Linked DNA regions of Mus musculus: all the other regions are linked to region 5. Evidence: chromatin contacts called from public Hi-C, HiChIP or PLAC-seq and promoter capture Hi-C data. All regions are on one chromosome and are shown on one strand. The core of a region is the stretch at or near the end of the contact, and the rest is flanking DNA. Distances in the headings are between cores, read along the strand shown. Region 1 holds the start of Ddx58 (DEAD/H box helicase 58). Region 2 holds the start of Rpp25l (ribonuclease P/MRP 25 subunit-like). Region 3 holds the start of Galt (galactose-1-phosphate uridyl transferase). Region 4 holds the start of Enho (energy homeostasis associated). Region 5 holds the start of Bag1 (BCL2-associated athanogene 1).

The links. Promoter capture Hi-C pulls out the DNA fragments that hold promoters and counts their contacts. A called contact is a pair of places that touch in the nucleus more often than the background predicts. HiChIP or PLAC-seq counts read pairs in DNA pulled down with a chosen protein or histone mark.
Region 1: a contact with region 5 is called in a Hi-C map of B cells, with 12 read pairs. The contact joins the promoter of Ddx58 here to the promoter of Bag1 in region 5. A contact is called at or near these places in 5 of 39 promoter capture datasets (the 3T3-L1 cell line, the C10 cell line, cranial neural crest and 1 more), 2 of 484 Hi-C or Micro-C datasets (B cells and neutrophils), 2 of 115 datasets of contacts at active chromatin or transcription factors (the 230-238 cell line and microglia) and 2 of 9 other capture datasets (adipose tissue and liver).
Region 2: a promoter capture Hi-C map of erythroid cells shows a contact between it and region 5, with 2.9 times the contacts expected there. The contact joins the promoter of Rpp25l here to the promoter of Bag1 in region 5. A contact is called at or near these places in 3 of 39 promoter capture datasets (erythroid cells, liver and pre-B cells) and 1 of 9 other capture datasets (liver).
Region 3: a contact with region 5 is called in a promoter capture Hi-C map of pre-B cells, with 4 times the contacts expected there. The contact joins the promoter of Galt here to the promoter of Bag1 in region 5. A contact is called at or near these places in 2 of 39 promoter capture datasets (liver and pre-B cells), 2 of 115 datasets of contacts at active chromatin or transcription factors (bone marrow-derived macrophages and microglia) and 1 of 9 other capture datasets (liver).
Region 4: a contact with region 5 is called in an H3K27ac HiChIP or PLAC-seq map of microglia, with 5 times the contacts expected there. The contact joins the promoter of Enho here to the promoter of Bag1 in region 5.

What each region holds. Positions count from the first base shown.
Region 1 is chr4:40,238,457-40,241,156 of GRCm38.p6, forward strand. Ddx58 (DEAD/H box helicase 58) reads right to left here and starts at 1,369. Exons shown (of 18, transcript NM_172689.3): 1 at 1,135-1,369. The coding sequence starts at 1,240.
Region 2 is chr4:41,712,149-41,714,848 of GRCm38.p6, forward strand. Rpp25l (ribonuclease P/MRP 25 subunit-like) reads right to left here and starts at 1,369. Exons shown (of 2, transcript NM_027278.3): 1 at 1,313-1,369; 2 at 1-666. The coding sequence starts at 625. The coding sequence ends at 134. It overlaps Dctn3 (dynactin 3), which reads right to left. Exons shown (of 7, transcript NM_016890.4): 7 at 2,650-2,700.
Region 3 is chr4:41,754,092-41,756,791 of GRCm38.p6, forward strand. It overlaps Galt (galactose-1-phosphate uridyl transferase), which reads left to right and starts at 1,426. Exons shown (of 11, transcript NM_016658.4): 1 at 1,426-1,561; 2 at 1,870-2,039; 3 at 2,256-2,331; 4 at 2,422-2,470; 5 at 2,591-2,700. The coding sequence starts at 1,537. Gm42274 (predicted gene, 42274) reads right to left here and starts at 1,681. Exons shown (of 2, transcript NR_155499.1): 1 at 1,078-1,681.
Region 4 is chr4:41,639,017-41,641,716 of GRCm38.p6, forward strand. Enho (energy homeostasis associated) reads right to left here and starts at 1,286. Exons shown (of 2, transcript NM_027147.1): 1 at 898-1,286.
Region 5 is chr4:40,946,941-40,949,640 of GRCm38.p6, forward strand. Bag1 (BCL2-associated athanogene 1) reads right to left here and starts at 1,354. Exons shown (of 7, transcript NM_001171739.1): 1 at 782-1,354. The coding sequence starts at 854. It overlaps Chmp5 (charged multivesicular body protein 5), which reads left to right and starts at 1,613. Exons shown (of 8, transcript NM_029814.1): 1 at 1,613-1,736; 2 at 2,514-2,618. The coding sequence starts at 1,668.

The DNA.
Region 1 (2,700 bases), core at 119-2,618, 710 kb before region 5:
GGGGGAGGGCATCCAGAGAGGGACAGGTAAAGGGGGTGGAAGAGCCACAGAAGAGGCAATTAAATAAGAACAAAGAGCAATGGCAGGAATGGCTGAACAAACTAGTTACTTTGTTTCAGTATTGAAACTAGTTACTTTGTATGCTAATGTAAATGACTAAAGATCAGATTAAAGGATTGAAAGGCAAGTGACCCTGGTGTTAAGAAACCTCTTGGGTGGGTTTCCTCTCCTCAGACCCCGCCCCCAATCATTAGGGCTTTTTTGCTGCTTCTCTCTAACACAACCGGGATGTGGGTAGCCCTGGGTAGTGCTCTTTTACTCCTCTCTGCATAGCCTGTTAGGCTTCGGAACTCAAGAGAGTCAGAATTAACCTGCAGTTGCCACCGTCGTCCAACGCCAGGAAAGACATCTAGGCTTTAACTGGCAAAATGAAAAGTAGCTGCCGCACGCCCTCGGTCACCCCTTCAAACGCCCTCTCCCTTCTCCCTGGGGGTGGGGGTGAGGTGGGGAGGTCTGTTTGCTCAGGTGGAAACACCCAGTGCAATTTACAAAGAGTCTATTATCCACCAATCAAATCCCCAAAGCTAGATATGAACAACTGTGTTAAACTCTGAACACACGGAGTCTGGAGAAAGTTTTCTTCCACGGACTTCCTGTGAGCAACATCCTTTGACAGAAATGTGCGTGTCAGTCAGTCCTCTTGCTTCCTGCGGCCCCCACCTCCACCTTTGGCCCGAGCCCAAAGCCTTGCTCTTTGCTCTGTACAGGAATCTAAGGAGGGGCGGGCGCATTCTGATTTCTCAGTTTCTCATGACAGGACAAAGGGAGGCACACAGCAGTCTAGAAGGTGTAAATAAGAGAAACAAACTATTTCCCCAGCATTGAAAGAAAGAAAAGAGTGGCATCCTTATGCAAGTTACTACAGCTTGCAGGAATTTTGTTCCTGACCATCAAATCCCTATGCTGTCTACTCTAATATGGCCTGGGAGTCTCACATACACCGGGTTACACAAATTAACTTAAGGACAGCGCGGGGGAGGGGGGGGGGCAGAGCCTTCAATTGTTTCTGATCTGAGTGATGTTTTCCCCTCGCTAAGGTGGAGAGCCTGAGAGCCCCAGTTGGGGACCACTCACCATCCTCGAGCCAGGAACTCATGTAGCTGAGGATGTAGGTGGGGTCCAGAATCTTCTTGATATAGTCTCTGAATGCTTGCAGATTCTGCCGCTGCTCCGCTGTCATTCTGTGGCTCCAGGCGATCGATGAGCGCCCTGGCTCCCGCAAATCCGCCAGAGATGAACGAAGTGGGGACTTTCCAAGGAGTCCCGATGAAAAAGCTGCCTAGCCGGCTGGCCATAGGAAATCGAAACTGCCTCAGGGCGCTGGGGAGGGGGGGGGCGGGGGGGCGGGGCGGGGATCCAGTTTCGTTTCTGAACCTAGACAGCCACTGAACCGCAAGGACCCAGAAGTACCTTGGAAATTGCCTTTAAGTTGGGGCGCAGCTTTTCGCGTGGTGGCTTTATATTTCTAAAGTGCGCACAATTGAAGTGCATTGTTCAATGAGTTTCGAAAAACATAAACACCCGTTACCTCTTCCACAGATCAGCTGGGTCCTGCAATAATCTTTAACCATTCCCCGCGCCCCCCCCCCCTCGGGGCAGGGTTTCTCTATGTAGCTCTGACTGTCCTGGAACTAGATCTATAGACCAGGCTGGCCTCAAACTCACAGAGCTCCGAAATCGTCCCTGCTTCGGTCTCACAAGAACCGGGATTAAAGACCCCCACCCCCTCCACCACCTCCTCCATGCCACCACACCACCACCACCAGGCCTAAAGAAGAGTTGAGGGAAAGATTGCAGGGTGGGGAGGGGGACGAAGGGGATAGGAACTCCACAGGAAGACCAACAGAGTCAACAAACTTTGATCCTTAGGGCTCTCAGAGACACCACTAAGCAAAGAGCACACACAGGCTGGACCTAGGCCTCCCTGCACTTTTGTAGCAGGTGTGAGTTTAGTCTTTTATGAGTCCCAAACAACTGGAGCGTGGCTGTCCCAAAAGCTGTTGCCTGTCCGTGGGATATGTTCTTCTAGCTGGGCAGTCTTGTCTGACCTCAGTGGGAGAGGATGCGCCTAGCCTAACAGAGACTTGATATGCCAGTGTGTGTGTGTGTGTGTGTGTGTGTGTGTGTGTGTGTGTGTGTGTGTGTGTGTTTGTTTGATACCCAAAGGGGCCTCCAACCGCTCAGAGTAGGGGAGGGGGCATGAAGTGACTGAGTAGGGGAGGGGGCATGAAGTGACTGGGAGGGGACAGTGAGTGGGATGTAAAGTGAATACGTTAAAAAAAAAAGTGAAAAAAAAAATTTAAAGAAAATGCCCTAGCCGGGTGTGGTGGCACACGCCTTTAATCCCAGCACTCCAGAGGCAGGCGGATTTCTGAGTTCGAGGCCAGTTTGGTCTACATAGTGAGTTCCAGGACAGCCAGGGCTATACAGAGAAACCCTGTCTCAAAAAAACAAAACAACAACAACAAAAAAAAGCAAAACAACAACAACAACAACAAAAGCCCTACAGGCCAGTCTTATGATTTCCTTAATTGAAGGCCCCTCCTCTATGATGAATTCAGCTTGTGTCAAATTGACCTAAAAGTACCCAGCACACCAGCTCTGGAAGTTATCCAACGCTTCTTTTAGAGTGATCATACG
Region 2 (2,700 bases), core at 119-2,618, 770 kb after region 5:
TCTTTTTAACAGTTCCACCCCACATTCCGGAGGGGAGGGGCAAGTTCGGTAGACTTAAGCCTTGCCGGCACAAGCTCTTCTTAGAGAAGGCACAGATATTCAGGTCTAGAGAACAGTCAGGCGCAGCAGATCTTCAGGACCGGGTGTCCCGAGCCCTCCTTCGGGGTCTGGGGCCACAGCTGGGACTAGGTATGGAACCCAGGCCAGGAGGTGCACCTGGGGGTTGGTAGCCACATTCACTGGGGTCCAAGGGGTCCCGACTAAGCAGTACCCACACCGCAGGCACGTGGCGTCGGACTGTGAGGGGGTCTAGTCCCGTGTCTGGTGAAGTTGGGACCCAGCTGTCCTCCGTTTGCAGGAAGCGGAGCTTGGTGAGCTGGTGTAGGCCCGGAACCCGCCTTTTGACAATCTCTGCACAGCTGACAGCCTTTCCAGCAGCCCGGCCAGAGCCTGAGAACACCACGTGCCTGGTGCTTCCCCCTTCCAAACGACCCAGCGCCAGCCCTAGCAGGTTTCGGATTTTGCTCCCATCTCGGACTCGCATTTCCAGAGTGTCAGGAGGTAGCTGGGGCATTGGTGATGAGGCTGGAAGCTCTACAGAGCCGGCCCTCCGGTACTGTTCCATTCTGCCCTCGCGACGTTGGTGGGTCTCTCTCTGGATATGCACTGCGGGTAAGAGTCAGATGAGTGGCGGGAACATGACCAGGTCCATCCTCCATCACTCCCTCCAGATTATCGCCTTGTTCCTCACCCCAGCGTCTCAAGGCTGGGGCCAAGAATTATCGAGTCCTTAGACCCCTTTCTAAATACATCCACGAGTTTCTAACACGGGCAAGACCAAATTCCCCCAAACCAGGCTCTCTGGTGGGTAGGCCTGTACTTCTTTATGATCTCAAGCTCCTGGGGGCTAGGTCCCAGACCCCTCGCCCACAACTTGCCAAGAACAGGCGGGCTCTCCTCACAAGGCTGCAAGGACTGGGACAAGGCTCCCTTACTTTGTGCTTCCAGAGACTCTTGGCTCCAAACTCCCTGGGGCACAGCCACGAGGCCTCACTCCCCAAGAAAGTACTCCCCAAAGAAAGAATCGACCCTGCCTACGAGCACGGGGTGCATGGGGGCAGAGAAGACCTCACCCCCACATTAATAGAGTAGGCTGGCTTGAACAGGGCCACTCGGGAACTCGACCGGAGAGCTGCTTCGGACCACTCGTGAGCGGTTGGCGGGCTCCCCAATCGTGGGCCGCTGTTTCAGGCAGCAGGCATTTCCCCTTTCCCCAGCTCTGAGTCCCCATCTCCTGGGATTTGGCTCTTACCACGGTCGCCAGTAGACGCTCGACCCTCACGGAGTAGCCAAGATGGCGCGCAGACCGGGAGCGCGCGGAGCCGCGGGGCCGCGCACGCAGGGGGCGGGGCCTGAGAGAAACCCGGGCTGCTGTTCGCCTGTGATGGTGGCATCTGGCCGGCCTCCAGCGGTCGGCGCGTTGATCCCGGAGCACCCCGCTACCTGCAGAGGGCCCACCCGGGAAAGGAACGGCTATCGGAGGAGTCTTGCGCCCGAAGAACGCAGATTTGTGCCTTTAAAAGATGGACGGCATGCGTCACCTGCTGACACACCGGAGCAGCGAAAGCGAAGCCCCTGGTGGATAAAAGCAGGTGAGACTCTTATTTACGGAGTCCTGAGCTTTCTTCTCATCCTGGGACACTGGACGACCCCGGCGGTTTTCAGGAGGATCTAAGCGAGTGCATAACTCATTGGCTGAGAGGATTGGTGTATAAGCTGGGTGGATCCGGTAGTCGGGGCAACAGCTACTGGTGACCCTGGAAGGGGCTGTACTCAACATCACCGTAGCGCTTCGGCCACGGGGGCGTGCCCACAGAGCCTAGTTCAGTATCCAGAGTAAAATAGGCCCTCCAATATTTGTCCGATGATATGCTAACCACAGAAACAGCAAGAATTGAGGATGGTAGAAACTTGATAGAAAACTTGGATGAAGTCGGGCAGTGGTGGCTCACGCCTTTAATCCCAGCACTTGGGAGGCAGAAGCAGGTGGATTTCTGAGTTCGAGGCCAGCCTGGTCTACAGAGTGAGTTCCAGGACAGCCAGGGCTACACAGAGAAACCCTGTCTCGAAAAGCTCAAAAAAAAAGAGAGAGAGAAAACTCTGATGAAGTTTTGGGGAAGAACGGGCGACTCTTCCGGTAGAATAGTCTAGGGTAAATGCTAGTTTCAGATCAGTTTGGACACGCTGCATTTGAGATGCTGACAACTCCACAGGTTGGGTGCCATACAGGCACTTGAAGGCGCCAAGGCACTCCCTCAGACCACAAGAGGGCAGCATACATTTGGTGGAGCGCGTTGCTTTATAGCTGTTTCTCCCTGCTTTCTCTCCCCCATTCCTAAAATTTCCTACATCCAAACCTCTTGGGCTCCTTCTCTGGCTACTGGTATAATGTAGACACAAGGCTGTGCTGCCTTGGTTCTGAACGTCCCTGCCTGCTCCTCCATGACCATCTGACATGTGGGCCCACCTGGTCTTCCCCAAACCCTGTGAGGTATAGGCGTCCCTCCTGTGCCCTCCTTACCATAGGATGATATTTAGAGGGTAATTGGCAAGTATGGGGTAAATAAATATACAATGCCCCACTGTATCAGTCAAATGATGTAAGAACTCTTTATCTCTCCGCAAACCAGATCAGGAGTA
Region 3 (2,700 bases), core at 176-2,675, 810 kb after region 5:
ATGTGGTTGCTGGGAATTGAACTCAAGACCTCTGGAAGAGCAGTTGGTGCTCTTAATCCCTGAGCCATCTCTCCAGCTCCCCACCTCCCCAGCCAGTATTTTGCATCATAATACATAGCAACAGACCAAACCTCAACAGCCTAGAATGTTCTATGTAGCCAGGCTACTCATTGATATGCCTGTCTCTGCCCTTCAAATACTGATGGCCTTTTGCTTGTTTTTGAAATTGGCTTCACTATATTGGCCAGGATGGTCTAGAACTTGTGGGCTCAATTGATCTTCTGCTTCAGCTTCTAGAGTAGCTGAGACTATAGGCAAATGCATCACTGTGCCTGGTATGTATGCACAAACGCATACACGCGCGCACACACACACACACATTACTGTCTTTTGGTTTACTTTTTTTTTTTTTTTCGAGACAGGGTTTCTCTGTGTAGCCCTGGCTGTCCTGGCACTCACTCTGTAAACCAGGCTGGCCTCGAACTCAGAAATCTGCCTGCCTCTGCCTCCCAAGTGCTGGGATTAATGGTGTGCACCACCACTGGCCGTTTGGTTTACTTTTATATAGATTGGGCCTTGTTATGTATAACTGCGCAGGCTGAACTTGAACTTGTAAGTTTACTGTCTCTGTTTCTGGAGTGCTGGGATTACAGGTGTGTACCACCACACCCTATACTTACTCAGTTCTCTTTATCTAACCTTATTTCTGCTCCTGAGGCTAGAGGCATAGTTACAGTGAAATACTCACACATCCGGGCAATACCTGAAGGGCCAGGCTGCAGGCTTCATCTATAGTATGATCAAGTTCCTCACCTCCACCCCCTCTCCACAACTTGCATCTTAACCACACACAGCAGCTCCGCAGGTGACCCAGGTCATGAGTTCAGAATGCTGCTGGTCTTTGCACAGGGCGTCTCTATGCTCCACACAGAACCTAGGTGCCTGGCACACGGTTAAGATGCTCAGTAAAAACGATGTCTTCTGAACAGGACAGGGCCTGATGTGCAAACACAAGAACTCACTACACCTGTGGTTACCTGCACAAAACATGAGAATGGACCCATAGAGGTTTCTTACCGGTTTGGGGGGCGGTGCACTCACGAGGCTCCGCCCTTTCTGATGGACTATTGGCAGTTAAAGGCTGCTGGCAGGAGTGTCCTTGAGTGGTGAAGCTGATATGTCATGCTCCAATAAATAGCCCTAATGTCGTGCAAGCAACCCGAATCCGTGGCGGGACGAATGGACACAGCAACCAGTTTTCACAGATGCTCTCCAGAGAAGTAGCTACAATCCGGTGTGCAGGAGAATCATCAAAACAACCTGGGGAAGTGAGCGTGGCGGTCCCGAGCCCCGCCCTCAAGTGGCAGGCTGTGCCCCCACCGTCACGTGTTGGCGACTAGCCAATCATCCAGGGTGGGCGGGGGGAGACATGGAATGGGGCGCTCACCTTGTGTACCTTAGGTCAATTCGTGTGGCCTCACGTCGCATAGCGGAGCCGATCCTGAGCAGCGCCAGCAGGCTTCAGAGGCGGACGCCATGGCAGCGACCTTCCGGGCGAGCGGTAATTGCTGGGCGGCCTGGACCCGCTACGGTGCGGAGCCGAGCCTTCCTTTTCCGTAGGAAGTTCTAGTCCCAGAGTCAAGGTCGGCACTCCTACCCGAGGCCAGGGTGGCGGGCGAGGGAAGGAGGGGCTTGCAGGCCGTGTGGCACGGAAAGCGTTTAACCCTTTAACTCCCCTCCGCCAGCCTATAGCTTCTAGAAACACTGCGCCGACCGAGCGTCCCTGTACTTGGGCCTGCTAGGGCATTAGAGCCACTCGGGGAAGAGAGAGACAGGGAGTTTTGCTGACTGATCCTTGTCTCTCCCCAGAACACCAGCATATTCGCTACAACCCGCTCCAGGACGAGTGGGTGTTAGTGTCGGCTCATCGCATGAAGCGGCCCTGGCAAGGACAAGTGGAGCCCCAGCTTCTGAAGACAGTGCCCCGCCACGACCCACTCAACCCTCTGTGTCCCGGGGCCACACGAGCTAATGGGGAGGTAAGCCCGAATACACAGCCACCAACTGGGATAGGAAAAAAATCCTTCTTCCTTATTACTACCCTTCGCCCACAAGGGGGAGCAGTGCGCCTCCTTTTGGGTCATTTCCGGGCAAGCAATTTTGATCCTTTGAGTGGGGCCTTCCTCGCCCCCGTTGCAGCCTGGATAGCCCTTGAATTCCGTCAGGTAGTATTTCTAGCCTATTCTTGTCAGTAGGTGAATCCCCACTATGATGGTACCTTTCTGTTTGACAATGACTTCCCGGCTCTGCAGCCCGATGCTCCGGATCCAGGTACCCTCAATTTAACCACTGTTGGGGAGAAGGGAGACTGGGTCTGACCCGGGTACCTGTGCTACAGAGAGTAATACTCCTTTATTCCAGGACCCAGTGACCACCCTCTCTTCCGAGCAGAGGCCGCCAGAGGAGTTTGGTAACTTTGGGTTTCCCCTCTTACAACCTCCAGCCCAGGTCTGAAGACGAAGACCTGAGCTTGGGCCCTGCCCTTAGCACCCAATCCACTTCCCTATGTCATTTTTCCCTCACCACCTAGTAAGGTCATGTGCTTCCACCCCTGGTCGGATGTGACGCTGCCACTCATGTCTGTCCCTGAGATCCGAGCTGTCATCGATGCATGGGCCTCAGTCACAGAGGAGCTGGGTG
Region 4 (2,700 bases), core at 36-2,535, 690 kb after region 5:
GGAAAGTAGACGGAGGTGAGGAGGAAGAAGTGGGCTGAAGCCTAGGGGGACAGCTTCCATCTTTGGCCTCAGGCAGAGAGCAGTGAGTCCCAGCAGTCTCAGGTACCCCACAAAGCCAGCACCTCCGCCCTCAGGCCTGGCTCTGAGCCCCTGGGTGCTGTGGTGCAGCCAGAGTGGGGAAGCTATAGTAGGCAGGCAGCCTCTTTCTCATTCTCCTCGGAACTGGTGGGTACAGCCTAGCCCTGCCCACCATGCTTCTAGCCCTTCAGATGTGCTGTTGGTGGGCGGGACTGAGGTGGCTTAAGGCCCAGGAGGAAGATTATGACCATGATTGTAGTGGCTAGGGCATCCTCTCCTTTCTGAGGGCTGCAGTCAGCCAGTCCAGGAGACCTGCAGAGGTGCCAGCTCACACAGAGGGAACTTTGTGGAGGCTCTGGCAGGAACGTGTGGGTTCTGTATACCCAAGGCTGTGTGCCTAGGTGTACCTTTCCCTGGGACTTTGCCTCTCTGGATCAGGTGTGTGTCTGAACGTACATCTTCCTGTCCCTCTGTCTCTCGCTGGATCTGCATCCTTGCCTCTGCAAACACACCTCTTTGAAGGTGTGTGGCTGCCTGTCTCTCTGTGTCCCTATCTCTGAGTGTCTTGAGTCTCATTTCTCTACCAGTCTCTCTGTGTATCACTGTCTCTTTTCACGACTGCATGTCCCTTTGCCCTCGGGGACAGGTCTCCATGGGGTCGGTATCGGTGGTTCTGTGCGTCTTGCATGTGTCTCTGCCTTTGTGTCTATCTCTCCTCCAAGCTGTGTGTCTCTCTGTCTCTGTGTGGGTCACTGCCTCTTTATACTCGTCCAAGATCTCTGTTTTTCGACCCTCTGCCCGTAGGGGAGCCCCCCTTACCTGAGTTGAGCCCGGTGCGCGCCCGCGAGAGGGTCCGGGACAACGGGATGCTCAGCGCCGACTGAGGCTCCAGAGCCTGCGGGCGGGGGGCGGCGAGAGGCGGGCAGGGGCGACGTCCACTCCCCGGGCCCTCCCCCTGGGCCGCGCAGCCTCCGCCGGCCGCTCCCGCCGGGGCGCGACCGGGCCGGCCTCTGCCGCGGGCGGTCTGCGGAGAGCGGGCACCTCCTCCCCCTGGGGCGGCGCCTCCTCCGCGGCCGGGGCCGCTAGCTCGCTCGCTCGCTCGCTCTCTCGCTCGGCAGCACTCGGGCGGCGGCGGCAGGAGCGTCGAGGAGTTCGGCTGGGCTCGGCTGCGTTCGGCTGGGCTCGGCTACGGCGGGAGGGAGTCGGCTGAGCTCGGCTGAGCTCGGCGGGCAGCAAAAAACAGCGGAGAGCCCCGCCTCGTGAGTGGCCAGCGGCCTGCGGCCCTTTGGGGGAGGAGCCATCTCTGTGCCGCTGCCGCCGTTCAATTGGCTGTCCGGGCCAAGTTCCCGCGCCATTGGTTGTGCTCTGGGGTGGGACACGACCATCCTGGTGCAGGAGAGAAGGAGGGAGGGGCTTGGGAAGGGTGAGAGGAGGGGTATATAGGGGCCACTTTGTTTTGATCCATCCCTTGAAAAGGTGAAGGGTCAGCCCACCTTTTTGCAGGGATTTCTTGCATCTTCCACACCTGGAATGCACCCCCACATGTGAAGCGTCCACCCCTCCATATCTGAGAGAAGTCTGTTTCTATTATCTGAGAAAGTCCATGTGCCTCCACACCTGACCCTCCTCACCTATCATCTTTCTACATATCCCTCTCCCAGTAGAGTGTAGAGTACCTCATGTCCACTTTACAGCGCCTGTAGATTGCCCCTAGTCCTAATAACAGTGTGATCTCTGGGAATTCATGACCTTTGTTGCGTTTTACTGATTTCTCACCCAGTGTTGGTCACAGGGTTGTGCATGGCTTGCTGGAGGGAACTTGAGACACCTGAAGAATGGCCCAGCTCTGGCTGAACTAGATCCAGACGGCATGGATGGCCTGACTCTCCATCCTAACAGTTCTGAGACCAAGGTAGCTTGGACAGGAGCAGTCAAGTAGGCCTTCCCCTCTCAGACCCTTAAGTAGCAGGGCTCACACATGCAAGGAGCTACATTTCTGGCCCTTTAGTGATTCTTAAGTGTACTTGTGTGTGGCTTCTATCACATATTGTCCATGGACAGTCAGAGACCCATGGCCCCACATCCAGCCTTAACTTCCCTCAGAATACTATACTCACAGCAAAATGCATACTGGAGTCACAGTGGTGTTGGTTCCTGGTTCCACTTTCTAACTCTCTTAAACGAAGCTTTCTTCTCAATAAAACTGTCATAGTAATAGCTACTTCTTAGGTTCTCACTAATTCATTTATACCATACCAACCACATCTCAGCAAATGTCAGCTGACAAGCCAAGACCAGGTGGCTAAGGGGCAGGGCTCCTCCTTCCAAGAAAAGGAGAAAGGGGAGTGTAAAGCCATCTCAAGGGCTGAATCATCTGAAGCTGCTGTGTTAGAGGCTGTCTAAAATAAACTACGGACCCCGTGGAGTTTGTCAGGATGGATTAATTTTAGTTCCCCCCTGTTACCCAGCAGGGTGGGGGTATTGTGAGAGGGATCAGATCAGTTATAGGAAAGAGAGAGACATATGGTCGCACATCTGAGTATAATGCCAGTGAATTTGTGACCTAGCCGCAGGGGTTCAGATTTCATCCTGGAAACAGTGGGGAGTCACTGAAGAATTTTG
Region 5 (2,700 bases), core at 104-2,603:
GTTAGTTAGCAAAGACAAACAAACGAAACCAATCCAACAACAGAGAGGTTTTTTCTTTTGTTTTAAAACAGGTACTCAATCTTTTCTAAGTAAGTGGAGTTCAAATCCACCTTTAGATTGCGCTCCCAACCAGTCAAGAGTCAGAAGGAGTCCTAGTTCCTATTTGTGCCTCACAGATCAGACATCAAGAGGCCTTTGGGGGGGTGGGGGTGGGGATTCATCTCAAAGTTTCATAAAACTGCTGGATATAGAGCCATGGTTTAGGTAGCAAAGTTTGTTGTTAGTCTTTCCTAACTGATTCTAAGGAAATGTCATGGCTTCAGCTTTCTCGTGTACTTCCCAAGGTTTTTAGTTCTGTGTTGATGTAACCAGATGTCCAGAAAGTAACTCTTGGACTCACGGCCCATTGAACCTGCGGTTCTATGACATCCAACAAAAACACTACTCAGTAAATAAGGAACAGCGGGATCACGCACCAAGTTCGTACTCTTTACACTGGTGGATGTCCAGAACCACGGAAGTTCTACACACAAGAAGGCCTAATATAAGCCTGACACAAAGACCCACGATTACTAGCGTTACACACTCAACTTTGCTTCCAAATAGAGGATCCAATAAGTGTCCAGGGACCGGCCACAGGGAAAGATGTCCTGACACCAGCCCTAAGCAAAAACATCCCCAAATATATATAGCCAAGAACCCATGTTTCTTTCTCCCAAGACTACATGTGGCCAAACCCACATATCCCAACCCGATCTACGGAACCCTCCTTGGCGCTCACTGTGGGTGACGATCACGCTGAGTCTGGGTGTTTCCATTTCCTCCGTCTGGACCATCTCCTCGGTCTTGGCCATGTTGTCGGTCTGGGTCACCTCTTCTGCCACAGTTACTTCCTCGGTTTGGGTCGCCTCCTCGATCTTGGTCACCTCCTCTACCTGGGTCCCGGTCACGTTCTTGCTACGGGTCACTTTCTTACTTCTAGTCAACTCCCTGCTGCTGCTCCCTACCTTCTCGCTCTGAGAAGAGCGGGGCCGGACTTTCTTCTTCACCCGCGGCTTGCAGGCGCCGGCGGCGGCGCCCCTGGTGGATCGGTCATGCCCGCTGGCTGCACTGCGCACAGAGGAACGCTGAGAGGGAGGCAAGCCCCGCTCGGCCCGGGACTCCGACTGGCGCGGCTCCCGGGCAGGCCGAGGGGCGCGCAGCCTGGGTCCCAGCGGCTCCCGGTCGCCTCGCGGTCGCCGCGCGGCGCTGCGACCCGCCAGGCCGCGTTTGTTCACAGCGCAGCGGTGGCTACCGGGCGCGCAGCCTTGCAACCCCGCCCCACTACTCACCAGTTCCGCCCCATCTACTCGCCACGCCCTCGGAACTGACCCTGCTTCAGGCCCCGCCCTATCCGCCCAGCCGCGTCTAAGCCCCACCCACTCCGCCAAGGCACCGCCCTATCCCTCCTCATAAGCCCCTCCTTCAGAAGTCTTTCCACCTCTCCCAGAGCTCCGCGCTCCTTCTCCGGAAGGAGGAGCTGAAAACACGGAAAAGGGATCGGGAGACTCGGGCGAGCACTCTGCGCCTGCGCATGGGGTGGGGGAAGCCGGAAATTGACACCAGAGCGACTACGCTTCCGTTTCTGGTTTTCCTCCAGTGTTTGGGTTTCCTCGCAGCCGGCCAAGATGAACCGATTCTTCGGAAAAGCGAAACCCAAGGCTCCGCCACCTAGCTTGACGGACTGCATTGGGACGGTGGGCATTTGACTTTGCATACCTCTGACACTCCGACCCGTCCATCCCGAATTCGTACTCCACCCCATTCCTGGTTCGGGCCCATTAAACCTGAGTCTTCTTCATCCCCACCCCTTTCATCCCTGTTTTCCAGGTCATTCCTGACCCCAGAGACCAGACAGTCTAATCTCATCATTCTTTCGCCCTTACTGCACTTAGCTCTTTCCGATGCCCACTGTGCCCCACCCCTTCTTCCTCGCTTTGGTTCCCACATTCCAACCTACGTACCCTATGTCACTACACCCCACTTTGTCTAACCTGGCCTTTTAAAAACCCTTTTTCACTCTTCTCCCCTTACCCATGTCAGGGTTAACATATCTGTACCTTAGTCCTGGGTCTGAGTAGCATAGAATTCTGAATCTTGGCCCTTCCAGATTAAACCTGATCTCGGAAATGGTTTTAGATCTCATCTTAGCCTGTGTTGATTGGTTCATTCCACGCACGTTCATGCAGAGTCCCAAACTGACTATTCTCCTACTTGGGAAATCTCAGCCAGCGGAGAGAATCCCAAATCGTTTTCCTCAAGAGAGGGCTGCTATATCAGAATCTAGGAGGTGGGAGAGAGTTTATGAAAGCCCTCCAATGGTTCGGGCTGGAATTCCCCACCCTTAAGAAAAACCCTATTTTCTGCCCTTTGCTATATTGTTCCTTTTTTCTTTTGCATATCCCTCTCTTTCTGCCCCTTTCCATGTAAACATATTACAATAATTACCACTGCATGTGATGTTTTCTTCCAAGGTGGATAGCAGGGCAGAATCCATTGACAAAAAGATTTCCCGGCTGGATGCTGAACTAGTGAAATATAAGGATCAAATCAAGAAGATGAGAGAGGGTCCTGCTAAGGTAAGGCTGGTGACAACTGTTGTAGGAAGTACTGTGAAGGGACTGACTGGTGAAGGATACAAGAAAAATACACGAAATCTGG